Regions from separate parts of the Sus scrofa genome. Here regions 2 and 3 are each linked to region 1. A link is a contact called in public Hi-C data. All regions are on one chromosome and are shown on one strand. The core of a region is the stretch at or near the end of the contact, and the rest is flanking DNA. Distances in the headings are between cores, read along the strand shown.

The links. A called contact is a pair of places that touch in the nucleus more often than the background predicts.
Region 2: a contact with region 1 is called in a Hi-C map of fetal skeletal muscle, with 4 times the contacts expected there. The contact joins the enhancer-like site here to the promoter of HESX1 in region 1. A contact is called at or near these places in 3 of 5 promoter capture datasets (fetal liver, fetal skeletal muscle and liver), 15 of 47 Hi-C or Micro-C datasets (alveolar macrophages, brain, embryonic fibroblasts and 10 more) and 1 of 2 datasets of contacts at active chromatin or transcription factors (skeletal muscle).
Region 3: a Hi-C map of omental adipose tissue shows a contact between it and region 1, with 2.7 times the contacts expected there. The contact joins the enhancer-like site here to the promoter of HESX1 in region 1. A contact is called at or near these places in 1 of 5 promoter capture datasets (fetal skeletal muscle), 8 of 47 Hi-C or Micro-C datasets (embryonic fibroblasts, epiblast stem cells, fetal skeletal muscle and 4 more) and 1 of 2 datasets of contacts at active chromatin or transcription factors (skeletal muscle).

Annotation. Positions count from the first base shown.
Region 1 is chr13:39,086,675-39,091,130 of Sscrofa11.1, reverse strand. HESX1 (homeobox expressed in ES cells 1) reads left to right here and starts at 2,205. Exons shown (of 6, transcript XM_021069007.1): 1 at 2,205-2,286; 2 at 3,477-3,589. It overlaps APPL1 (adaptor protein, phosphotyrosine interaction, PH domain and leucine zipper containing 1), which reads right to left and starts at 1,974. Exons shown (of 22, transcript NM_001134966.1): 1 at 1,921-1,974. The coding sequence starts at 1,974.
Region 2 is chr13:38,843,340-38,847,795 of Sscrofa11.1, reverse strand. All of the region lies in intron 2 of ARHGEF3 (rho guanine nucleotide exchange factor 3), which reads left to right. Among named protein-coding and RNA genes, the nearest start is that of ARHGEF3, 80 kb to the left of the region's middle. Within about 2 kb of position 2,080, at least 16 of the 83 cell types and tissues checked have an H3K27ac peak or open chromatin away from gene starts, as enhancers often do. A contact at or near this core is called in fetal skeletal muscle, mesenteric adipose tissue, retroperitoneal adipose tissue and 1 more, where this site is marked.
Region 3 is chr13:38,952,528-38,956,983 of Sscrofa11.1, reverse strand. It overlaps IL17RD (interleukin-17 receptor D), which reads left to right. Exons shown (of 13, transcript XM_021068996.1): 4 at 2,045-2,163; 5 at 2,674-2,794. Among named protein-coding and RNA genes, the nearest start is that of ARHGEF3, 29 kb to the right of the region's middle. Within about 2 kb of position 2,618, at least 9 of the 83 cell types and tissues checked have an H3K27ac peak or open chromatin away from gene starts, as enhancers often do. A contact at or near this core is called in omental adipose tissue, where this site is marked.

The sequences.
Region 1 (4,456 bases), core at 956-3,455:
AAGCAAACTGTTAACAGTTTGCTGCTGGGTACATGACAGGTAACTTCTCTGTACCTTCCAATTTTTCTGAAGTAAACAACTATTATTTTTATAATCAGGTACAGGGATTAAAATACTTACTATCTATATAACAGCTGCGGTTCAGAGAAGTTAAGTGACTTGCTCTAAAACAGAAGGTATTAAGTGGCAGTAAAGACTAAAACCCTTATATCCTGAATCCAGGGTGTTCTATTTTGCCCCAAGAATTGCTTCCCTTTCTAAACCACAGCCGTCCCAATTAATTTCCCAAATAAATATTAAGTTCAAATTTATTATTCCTAAAATTAAAAGAATACCAATGTGGCTATCTCATTAAAAATTACCATAAAACTAATACCAATATGGCACATGCTTATAAAAGAAGGAAAACACTTAATGCTCAAATTGTAAACTAATTGTGTGAAGAGTTCAAGAAATTAGATGAGTCAAGAGATTACACCCTCCTAAGTCATGGCTAGGGCACTGTGCAACCCATTCTGAGTAGTCTGTAGTCTTTATGAGCTATAAAAACCAGGCCAGGTAAGAGAAAAAAGGCAAGGCAACCTGTTGAGTCTTATAAAATAAAATGACAAAGTGCACCTGACCAATACATCCCATAAAATTTCTGCTAAACATTTGAAACAAATGTAGCTTATAACTTTATACTACAGAAATCATGAAGCATTTGAACCATCTATTCTGGAAGTCAAGAAGTGGGTTTCTCTCTGTCAACATAGGCGGATAAGAGTACATTACCAGCAGTCAACTGGTCTGTGAAGATAACTTTCGCTGTGAAAAAAACAAATCAATTCCACAATCAGAACCCAACTTCAACTTGGCAATCAAAACTAGCACAATATCCATGGCAGACGTATCATACAGGAAAAGGGGGATCTAGTCCCTTCCTCCCCTTCTTTTCGAGTCCTATTAAACTGTCAAAGACTCGAGAAATATGTGCAACTGCAGTTCTAAGGGAACAACATTTCAGAAAATTTTCTTCATTCTAAGTGGTAGCCAAACAGCAACATCATCTTAAACCCCTACTGTGTAAGAGACAGGCCTAGCGATAAGTTTCTCAATGCAAGTTACAGGCCCCACCAACATAACATGTTTTTACTATAGCTGATTTCATTCTTCAGTACCGAAAACATTAAGTAATGGTTATGTTTTCCTAGATTATTTTAAACTACAGCAACCGCACTAGCATCATCCCCAAAGCACAAAACACAGGGCTTTTATTTTGATGAGTTGATTAGGGCCAAGTCTGCAACGAGGGCGCAGCAGTGGTGGAGCCTCAAAGGCGCCGTCCATCACTCGGCGTGCACAGCCCGAGTGACAGCGGCTACACTCACCGCCAAGACACGGCCACGGGAGGCTCTGGGACCCGTGACCGGCTTTGCCCTCTCCACACCGGCAAATCAAGAGTCTTTCAGCATCTCCCCAAGAAAAACTATCCATTTCCTCCCCTAGCTTGGTCAGAAACCATGAAGTCTACAGGGTCTTTTCTGCATTTTCTCCGAGGAGGTTTTCGGGGGAAAATACCAGTATTGAGATTTATCACCTCACAAGACGGCGACAAAAAAGCACCTTCTGTCAAATACAAGGGAGCCCCGAGGGCGTACGTGACCGCCGGGCCCACGAGCCAAGGCGACGGCGGCTCAGTCGCTGCCCGCGGACGTCCCAGACCCCGCGCGCGGCTCTCGGCTTAGGGGCGCAGGCCGAGACGGGCCTCGGGAGGACGGCTCTGGCTCGGCGGCTCCGGGCGCGGCCCGCGACCAGCGGGAACACTGGGGGACGGCGCCCACCTGGACCAGGGCGGGCACCTGCGGCCGCGTAGACGCCAGGCCTGGGGTCGGCCGGCCCCGCTCCTTCCCTCGCCGCCCGCCGCTGCCCGCGCCTTACCTGCGGGCTGTCCTCCAGCGTCTCTTCGATGGGCAGCTTGTCGATCCCCGGCATCGTGGCGGAGGGAGGGAGGGAGGGAGGGCGGCGGCAGGAGACGCGGCGACCGCCCACAGCTCCCTACGCCCGCCTGCCTTCAGCAGCTGACCCCGACCCGCCCTCTCTAGCTGGCTCTGCCGCCCTCGCCTGGCGCCCAGAGGCCTCGCGGCGGTGAGGGAAATCCCGCCCCCTTGGACTGCCTGCCCCACCTCCCCACTCGCTTATTGGTTCGCGGCGATGTCGGTCAGCGTGGGGGGTTGGAGGGAGGCTCCCCCGCGTTGAGCTCTGCGCAGATCACGGGCCTAGGAGACAGTGGAGTCGGTGGAGGCGGTAAAGGCGGCGCTGAGGGGTCGAAAGCGGAGCAGCTTGCACACCTCGAGCACCTACCCTGGCTGCTCGCGTAGGGGTGTGAAGTGTAGTAGACAGTCTTCCCCGTGCGTCCCTAGGAACCTAGAGTGAGGACCACAGTCGGGAACCTAGGGCAGTTTTACGTATCCCCCACCATTTTTCATCAGAGACCATGAAGGAGGCCTCACTGCCGGCGCCTTCTTTAGTTTCCTTAAATTATAATTTTACAAACCCTGCCCCAAGCTTCCAGTCTCCCTTCTCCAACAAAATGGTGCTGGCTAACTCAGATGTCTGGGAGATCTGAAGTTGTGTCAACCTGACTTCCCGGTAATTCTTGGACAGTAGAAAAGATTTTTTTTCTGGGCACTTGGGTATCAGTATTTTCAGTTAAGAGCACGCCTTTGTTGCTAGTTCATCGGTTCTTACCTGGCCTTGAGAGGCTGACACGCCGCAATTCAGACTTTATTTATTTACTTTTTTAATCACAAATGAAGGCATCTCTTGAAAATCAAGGTACACTGGTTTATTATGTTAATAACTGATTCGCATTTCTGTTAAAGTTTTGGAAGAATCTTTAGATCGCTTCTTCAGCCTCTAATTTTTTTAAAGGAGAGAAAAGTGAAGCTCCACTCTAGAACTTGATCTGTATTAGATCTGCCTCTTTATCATTTTTCCCAACCTCACACTGCCTTGTTTGTTCTTCTGTAGGGTTATAAGAAGCCATACAGATTCTTTTAGAAAAATCATTATACAGAGAGAATGGCAAAATCATTAGTGTCTTGTAAATATCTAGCCATTCATCCCACCAATCCATTCCATTTTCATTCAAGAAATATAAAAACTATTGAATAAAGATTAGTTACCTGGTTCCACAAATAAATTAGAACAAATCCAGATAAACGAACAAATCCAAACACAGTAACCAGATTGGAAGTTAAGCAGTTTTAAACTAAAATGTCCCACAATCTCATGATAGAAAAATAAAATCGGGTTTTAAATATTTACCAGGAAGTCTTGCAGTATGGTTTCACAGAGTTATCCTTAGTGTTACAAGCTTTCAATAAGGACTCTCCTTTTACATTTTTTTATCCACTAGTCACCCTCTAGAATAGATGATTAGTTTCTGAAAAGTGGTTTGCTGTCAGTTCTTACACGGTGTTATTGGTTCCCAGCTGCTTGGATATACCCAGCATCGTACCGATCTCAGCAACACAACTCTGCCCTTTGACATTTCTCCTCAGCACAGTGGCATGCATCCTGACTGTAAAGAAGGAAGACTTTGAAGGTAAGAAACATTCTTGGGTGAACTGTGATTAGATTATAAAAGAAGGAGAAGAAAGCTAGTTGCCGTTGATAAGAATCAGGAATAAGTGACAAGTGAAAACAAAGTGTAAGAAAGAAGAGTAGTTATATGGTATAACTGAAGGGGTTTGGCCAGTTAGCTTGGCCAAACCAAATAATTCCAATGAAAAAATTCTCTTAGGTATCTGAATTATCTGGGTGGGGTATTATCACAAAGTTAAATGGTTTCTTGCTTTGTATGTTCCATGCATCTAAGCTGTATCTTTGTAAAGGCTTCTCAGGAGGCCCTTAAATTATCTGGTGGCAAGGAATTCTTGCCAGGCTCAGCTGGTTAAAAAACACAACAAACAAAAACAAATTGACATACAGTTGGTTGGAGAGGCAGTTTAGTCAAATTATAAAGCTAGAAAGGATCTTAAAAGGCTTTCTGTTTGGATCCTCTAGCTTTATGCTACTGTTCACTCTGCTCATCCGGAAAGATGATTATATTTCCTGTTGTAAAACTTCCCTAAAGCTATGGAATTACAGTCTCCTTTGATAACCAATTTAATTTTAATCAGCCTAAGTTCTGTACAATTGACCAAACTCAGTTCCTTTTACACAGGAAATGAGGCTTGTTCAGAGAATGCCTCCAGGCTTACTGGAGACTCATGTGTGGGTAGCATAGTAAAAACTTTGGCCAGCTGGTTAATTTTATGGATGGCAAGGCAGGATTAAACAACATTCACCAAAGAATTCTTTGAGACATTTCACACATATAATTTACAACAAAAGGACATACAGTCTTGTAAATGGTTAATTATTAGTCTCATAAAATTATATTTGATCTTCTTATAGTTAGGTTTTTACA
Region 2 (4,456 bases), core at 831-3,330, 240 kb after region 1:
AGCAGATTTTTGTCTACATCTTTGGCCAGAACTGAGGTGTGTATCCTCCTTTATCTGCAGGGAGGCCTGGGAGGGTGAGTGTTTAATTGCAACCTAGAACACACTGGGTGCTGCTAGTGAGGCTGAAAGATGCGTCACTGTCCCTTGTGATTCCCTAGAGAAACTTTGGCTGATGCTGATCCCCAAGGAGATCTGGATAAGAATGGTTGCATGTTTATTACCATATTGTTTGTAACAGAAAAAAACGTAAACACCCCAAATATTCATCAGCAGGACAAGCAGGAAGAAATGGATATTTTGTCCATACAGTCAAGTACTGTAGAATAATTATCACCTGCACATATCAACATGAATAAATCTCAAAGACAGGAAGTATCAAATAGAAAAGTATAGAAGTTTAAGAATAACATGCCTTGATTCCGTTTACAAAAAGCTTACATGAAGAAACACTGTTGTTTGTAGTTGCATCGCAAGATGAAAATACAGATAGGAAGTGATCAATGTCATATAGAAGTGAGGAAGGGAGGAAATGGGGAGGGATGTACCGTGAACATCTGTTGTTTCTTGTTATCGGGGGAGGATCCCGGTTTTGTGGGGTCTGCCACATGTATAATTTGGGAGGCTCTTTTTAAGAAAAAAGAGGGTCCTGCCCTGGTTTTACTGTGTGTCTGCCTCTAACTGGCCATTGCAAGTGTGTATGTGATATACTGAGAAATCATTTCTAAAGTTATGTGGGGAGCTCTTTGTAAGTAATGATAAGATTCATCTACACAATAGCTAATGATTTTGGAACACTTTCCATAGGCCATGTGCTAGGCTAAGGATTTGGTGGGATTTTTTTCACTGACTTGTTACAACCAACTTATGATTATGTGCAACTTATGTTCTGCTTATTAGTCTCCGTTTATGGCCAAAGCAGAGGCTCAGAGCGGTTAAGTCATTTGCCCAAGGCCACTCAAAGAGTGTATGGCAGTCTCGGGGTTCAGACTCATGGACAGAACAGGATTTGTCTACTATGGATTAAGATTGCCACACATAGTGATTTCTGTTATTGCTTATGTGAATGTTATGTGCACCTCAATAAAGACTCATTATTTTTTACTAACTGGAGGAAGTGTGACACAACCTGAACATATCTTCCCATCACATGGAGATTCTTTTTGGAATTAGTATGTTCTTTGGCAGTATTTCTCAAAGTAACTTATTTGTTGCATAGGTAAGAATGGTTTGTGATACATTAAATGTCTTTGACTAAAACTTAATTTAAAAAAAAACCTTTCAGGAGTTCCCGTCATGGTTCAGTGGGCAACAAATCCGACTAGGAACCATGAGGTTGCTGGTTCGATCCCTGGCCTCGCTCAGTGGGTTAAGGATCCGGCGTTGCCGTGAGCTGTGGTGTAGGTGGCAGATGTGGCTTGGATCCTGCGTTGCTGTGGCTGTGGTGTAGGCTGGCAGCTATAGCTCTGATTCAACTCCTAGCATGGGAAACCTCCATATGCCGAGGGTGCAGCCCTAAAAAGCAAAATAATAATAATTAAAAAAACCCTTTCAAAATCCTTGTTGTATTTAATCTGTTGTCTGAGCTAATACAAAACTTCAGTCTTAGATAATCAAGAAGTCAGTCCTGATGATTTCATAGTAGTAGAACTCAGTGAGGTTCTCCCCCATGGATGTACATTAAACTTCTTGAGCCCCCAGAACAACACGTTTTAGTGGATACGTGGGTCTGTTTCGTGGTATCTGCAAAGGATAGGACTCTTTGCATGCCCATGGGTATATATACGTGAACATGACTTCCTGTGGATACCGAAATGCCTAATTTCTCAGTTGGAAGAGAGGGTAAAGGCAGGCCAGGTTTGAATTGGCCATTCCTTGAAACAGCTTGAGTTAAAAGCCAAATCATGCAAACTCAAAGGGCTGGCTGCCGGCTTTCTTCTGGAGTGTGGTGAAGATGGCTTAGGAGTGGTCTGTGAGGTCCTTGGGTTGCAGGGTTCAGCCTGGGGGCTTGGCTGTGGAGGCCTCAATGGAGGGAGCCCCTGTGGCTGAGGCCAGGGAGGAGCTCACAGCATCCTCAGAGCTCTGGACACGGTCTTTGCTCTGGGGAACCTGCAGCAACGAAAGCAGGGAAGTGAACCGGGTCAAGCCAGTGTTGCTCTTGGCTTTGGAGAGAGAAAGGAAAAAAGGCAGGGTGACCGGAAGGAGAAGAAGCCAAGCCACCTTCTCAGTCACATGAATATTTGTAAATATTGGACAGTATCTGTTACCAAGTAACAGCCTTGCCAAATGATTGAGTGGAGGGCCTCCTCTTTGATTTCGCTAGCTGTGTGTGTGTGTGTGTGTGTGTGTGTGTGTGTGTGTGCGTGCGCGCGCAGAGAGTATTTGCCTTCTTTTGTGTAGTTCTATGGGTTGAATAGAAGGATGGTTGTTTCTCAATTGTCTGAGTGCAGGCTGACTGTAAAAATTTGGCACTGCAAAGTGAGCAGCAGTTTGTGATGTGATCAATTTGGCATTTGTGTAAATAACTTGAGAACCTTAAACACAAAACTGTACATCATATACTGTAGACTCAGGACATCAGAGGTAGTTAAGTCTTGTCTACCTCGTTTTTGAAATGAGGAAACAGGCCAGAAGAGCCTGCATGTAAGGCTGCTTACACATGTATAAATGTTTGTAAGGAGCCTGCCTTTTTGCAACATGAAGGCTTTACAAGTTCCTGCTGAAGCATCTCCAGGAATTTTAAATTGGAACATGGGGCCTCTGGAGGAGTGAAAATGTAAAACCCTCCAGGTTTTCTGATAATTACAAAGACATGGCAGTGGGGTGGGGGTGCCGGGGGCTGCTGGGATCACTCACCCCACCGGACCCCCATTTCCTGCTGGAGCCTCTCATTTTACTCTCAAGCTGTCCCTCTCTGTGGAGCAGGGCACATGACAATGTGGAAAAAGCCCCCACAAACAGCTCCTCTGAGTTCCTGTGATAACCTGCCCAGGGGAGGCCCTGTGTGGAGTCAGCCCTGTTTATGGAGAGGCTGCCAGACCTCACTCTCCCCTGGTCCTTCTTGCTCAGACAAGCCTGCCACTAAGCTGCCACTGTCGGAGGGCAGTGTTTGTTTTTAGCATTTCTTCCCACTCACCATGAGTTGCTTTTACTTTTGATAGTACCCCCTTTCAAGAAGCCAGTGCTCTCAGGCCGTGGACTGAGCAGAAATGACCAAATGCGGACCCTGCCCTGAAGGAAATCTGCATAGGGTACATGGGTGAATAGGTCAGAAGTCTGAGCTGAGAGTTGGGGAATCAATAGAGTAGTGGATACCCTGGTGGAGGTTGTGGGGGTCAGGGAGGCTGCTTAGAAAGGGTGACACTGGGACTGACTCAGCTGCTCAGAGAGAACCAAGCATCATAGGTCTGGACGGTGTTGTGGGGACGGGTGGTGGTCCTGGAGGCCTGGTGTAGGGTTGCTTGGGTCGGGCACCCGGGAAAGAGGTCTGGGGTAAGTGGGGTGGGGATGGGTGTACTGGTTAGAGGGTCTACTTAGTTGTACTTTTTTTCTTTTATTTTTTAATTAAACTGTAGTTGATTTACATTGTTGTGCCAATTTCTGCTGTATAGCAGAGTGACACAGTCGTGTGTGTGTGTGTGTGTGTGTGTGTGTGTGTGTGTGTGTGTATTTTTCTCTTATTTATCTTCCATCATGGTCTGTCCCAAGAGACTGGCCATTCTAAATGTAGTAGTTTGCGTCTACTAACCCAAAGTCCCTGTCTATCCCACTCCCTCCCCTCTCACCCTTGGCCACCACAAGTCTGTTCTCGATGTCTGTGGGTCTTTTTGTAGATAGGTTCATTTGTGTCATATTTTAGATTCCACATAGAAGCAATGCATATGGTATTTGTCTTTCTCTTTCTGACTTACTTCACTCAGTATGGTTGTCTCCATGTTGCTGCAAATGGCATTGTTTTGTTCTTTTTTATGGCTAAGTAGTATTCCATTGTATATATGTACCACATCTTCTTAATCCATTCTTCTGTCGATGGACATTTAGGTTGCTTCCATTCTTGGCTATTATGAATAGTGTTGCTATGAACATTAATTGAACTTTTTTTAAATCTTGGGTTTTATTTTATGAGATATGGAACCTTTCAAAGATTTGAAATGGGATGCAGAGATGGAAGACTGACTGGATTTGAGATTTTACAGCTTCTTGCTTGTTGCAGTGTGCAGGTGGAGCTAAGACGGGGACTAGATGGGGGAGGAAAGGGTCTGAGTAAAATAAATGCAGGTGTTCTCGTTGTGGCTCAGTGGTTAATGAATCTGCCTAGGAACCATGAGTTTTTGGGTTTGATCCCTGGCCTCGCTCAGTGGGTTAAGGATCCGGCATTGCCCTGAGCTGTGGTGTAGGTCACAGACACAGGTCAGATCTGGCACTGCTGTGGCTCTGGAATAGGCCGGTGGCTACGGCT
Region 3 (4,456 bases), core at 1,369-3,868, 130 kb after region 1:
AAAAGAAAAACATCTTCGGCAGATAAAAGAGAAGTGGTTATTCCAATATAAGGTTAAACGTTAAACGCTTAAGGGGTTGACCCAGCAAGTTGCAGGCTCCCTCTTTAGACTCAAAGTAAGAGATGTGAAGAAAACTGACGTGTGGAACAGTGAGGTCAGAAGGGTGTGCTTTTTCTGCAGGTTGGTTTGTGAGTGGGGATGGCTGGACATGTTCTATCAGTTTCTATCAAGGAGACTCCTTGGGAGACAGAAAAGCTTATGGTTATGGGTTAAGAGCACTCTGGGTTTGAATCCCAGCTCTGTCATTTAATCCCTGTGTGACCCTGGGCAAGTCATTACGCATGTATACACCTTGGTTTCCTCATCTATAAAACGGAAAAAATAATACCTTCCTCTTATGGTGGTTGGGAGAATTTAATGAGTTCAATAATGAGGAGTGAATAAGTTCCTTAATGAGAAACTGCCCTGTAAAATTGCTAAACATTATATAACTACAAGATGTTAATGATATTGTAGTAAAGGTGTTACTAAGATAGAAGATTTACATTTACTGCCACTCCTTATGCTGCCAGGCTTTGTAGAGTGGCTTTCCAAGCAGGTCTCTTTTCAAGATAAAAACTAGGATCACTCACTTCCACCCCAGCTGATGAATTTTTATGTAATTGTGAGATGTGGAGTTTTATAATCGTATTAATCACCTGACTTTTGTTAAACAGTTCTGGGGACATCGCATGAATTAAATTATAGTATAAATATAATGAGGATCTGTTTAAAAATCTTTTTAGGAGGTTGGGGGGATCTCAGAAGACAAGTTCCTGTGAGACTTACTACATAGTTGCTGGTCAGAAACCTTGGATCTTGTCAGCACATCCAAATCTCGGGCTGTGGGTCAGCCAGCGCGCACCCTTGCAAGGGAGTTTTGTACTTGAAATGCAACATGGCAGGGTCAGTCCTTGCATACTCTTGTCCTCTGACCCTCTAAATCACGAAGCTCTAATTGTAGCTCTTTTGCCCTTCCCACCATAACATATGTGCTCTTCATCAAATAATTACAAGGATTGGAGACCCTATTCCGGAGAGAAAAAGATTTCCCTGGCCTTTGCCATTGATAATTTTCCCACCTGGTTAATTGCATCCTGTGTAATTACTCTCACCCTGGGAGGGGAAGGGTTGAAAACGTCTCCTTGTCTAGTATTCCGAAAGAATGCGAAATCGATATCTCGCCAATTGAGGCCGGCTTCAGGGAGCTCCAGCTGCAGTTGGACCACTTTAGTCTCCATGGGATACGAAGCCCCAGGCCTGGCTCTCGTGGCCAGCAGCACTTAATCCTTTTGAAAGCATATAGCTGGACGTGCAGCAGGGGAAGCTCAGGTGGTGGGAGGCAGGGCCAGTGCCTTTCAGCGGCGCTGTGGGCGTCTTGGGGCCTCTGAGACCGTATGACGAGCACACACTGGGCAGCTCTTGGGTGTCTGCCTTTCAGGCGTGATTAGAGCCAGAACCGCTTTGTAAATCCCATAGGCATTCTCCTGAACTATTGAATCTCAAGTCTAGGAGCCCCTTGGGTGCAGACATATATTTAGTTGGGAATTTTCTACGAAACATGCCAGCAAATATAGGACTGAAATGTGGAGTAGAAACATGGTTTGGGGGGAACCCCTAGACAGCACGGGGAATGATTGTTAGCTGAATACACGTTGTTTAATGACCTAGAATTTATATATTCCACTGCAGACTTTTATGATCGACTGTGACTTGAGTCTAAATATCTGAACCCTAATGTCATAGAGGCAAGGGGCGTTTGTGAAATGGCTGGCTGGATTAGAGGTTAATGAAATAGTAATGGTGGGACAGAGAAAATCACCTGGCCTTTTACAGAGGAATGCAGGGTATGCGTTATTCCTTTCTGTAAACTCAGATATTCTGGCTGGAGTAAGAATTCCTTTAACTCTGTTGTGTAGGTGGAGAGGACAGTAATCTTGAAGGAAGGAAAGTGCATTCTAAGTAATTAGGTTCACTTTTAATAAAAGCATTCTGCTCTGCTTAGGCATCGAATTCCTAAAAGGATTTCGGGTAATACTGGAGGAGCTGAAGTCAGAAGGAAGACAGTGCCAACAACTGATTCTGAAGGACCCGAAGCAGCTCAACAGTAGCTTCAAAAGAGCTGTAAGTCACACACGGGGGAATGTGCTCCTGAAGACACCCCATTGTTCTGGGGGCTGAATGGTCTATTGAAAGCCCATGAAACTGGAGGAGGAGGGGCTGTGGGGTCCACCCCCCTGCCAAGGTGGGCAAGCCTGCTCCCTGTTCCCAGAAACCCTCCAGCACCTCTCAGTGGTAAACAGACATGCCTCTCAGGTTACACGCTGGAGCAGCCCTCCTGGAAGGTGGCTTTTGTGCCCCCGGGTGTGGATATGGGCTCCTCCCCACCAACTTTCAGCCCCGGCTTCATTGCCAAAGAACAGAATTGCCCACCTTCCTTTTCAGTTGAGGGTCCAAACCCAAACTTGACCCAGAAAAGAGATCTCCCTTCCTTCACCGAGGGGATACATCCCCCAGCTCTGGAACTGTGTTGTGTCTGGGTGCCCCCCCCCGGGGAAGACCGGAGCTTTCGTGTGTAGGTGGAGGGCTGGGTGATTTCTCCGTGATGTCACATGTGTTTTTGTTCCCTTTTAGGGAATGGAATCTCAGCCTTTCCTGAATATGAAATTTGAAACAGATTACTTTGTCAAGATTGTCCCTTTTCCTTCCATTAAAAACGAAAGCAATTATCACCCTTTCTTCTTTAGAACCCGCAGTGAGTATGGTCTTGGCTGTTTCCCATGGGGAGATATTTCTCTTGCTTTTAATGACTTTTTGACAGAGATATGTTCAAGAGTTCATGAAATACTAGTGTGAAACTAGCAAGGTAAAGAGAAAAGCATCCAGAATAGCAAATTTTAGAATTAAAGTTTGGCCCATGTAGCATTCATCTAAACAGAGTCACCCATTTCTGGCTTGTTCTAGAGTAGACATGATGGAGTTCCCATCATGGCTCAGTGGTTAACGAATCTGACTGGGAACCATGAGGTTGTGGGTTCCATCCCTGGCCTTGCTCAGTGGGTTAAGGATCCGGCCTTGCCGTGAGCTGTGGTATAGGTCAAAGACGCGGCTCGGATCTGGCATTGCTGTGGCTCTGGCATAGGCCGTCAGCTACAGCTCCGATTAGACCCCTAGCCTGGGAACCTCCATATGCTGTGGGAGCAGCCCCGGAAAAAGGCAATAAGACCAAAAAAAAAAAAAAAAAAAAAAAAAGTAAATAAAAATGGAGTAGACATGATGGTTGATTTTTTTTTTTTTTGAAGGTACTGTAAGACAGCCATGTATTAAAAATCATTTGATTAAAAAAACAGGAGTAAAAAGTTTAAGTTGGTTTTGAAGTGAAGGGTAGAGCATGAAATGATTCCATTGTGTACCTGTCATCAGGAGGGTGGCCGCTGTCTTTTTTAGGATTTGATTAGGAAAATGAAGCAGTATCCCTGAGGTTACTTCGTTCTAGGAAGTTTATTTACTCATTTACCATCTATGTGCTAGGCTCTGTTCTAAATATTTTCCAAACATTCACGCAGCTTACCTCCATAACAACCCTACAAAAAATTTCATCTTAACTATCCCCACTTACCAGATGTGGAGTCACACACAGAGAGGTTAAAGGGCTGCAGGAAGCTGGGATTTGAACCCAGAAGAGCCTGACTATAGAGTCCACACTCCACTCTCAAACAAACTTGCTGGGTGCCTTTCTCTGTGTGGCTCTTTTCTTTTCCATCTGTTCTGCACACAGTGTGGTGTGTCTTTCGTCCCCTGAATTGCTGCTTTCAAATTTGGTGCCCATGGGGCAAAGACCATGTGCACTTAATAGCATCTCCTGATGCTTTACACATCACAACGAGATAGAGAATTGAAAGATTCAAAGAATGTGTTTATGGAAAGCTTGCCTACATCAAAACTAGCTTTAAGATTAATTTTCCTGGAGTTCCCATTGTGGGGCAATGGAATTGGCGGCATCTCTGCAGCACCTGCATGCAAGTTCGAACCCTGGCCAGGCACAGTAGGTTAAAGGATCCAGTGTTGCAACTGTGGCTTGGCTCTGATCCCTGGCCCAGGAACTCCCTATGGCTCAGGGTGGCCAAAACAGAAAAAAAGAAAAAAAAAAAAAAAGATTAATTTTCCTGATCAGAATCAGTGTCTATCTGGGCATGAGGCAGGGGCAGAAGAAGCATTTATCACCATTTCAGTGCACTGTGACCTTGATGCTGCCTTTGATTTTCTTGGTATGGTAAGGACCTTTTCCAGAGGGTTCTCCCTGGGTTAACAACATGACATGTAAGACTAGCTGTTAGTTGCCCCTTTACTGTATTTATATCACATTTAAATCCTGTTTCGAAGCTACTGACTTTGCTGCCTGATTTTCAGCACTTGG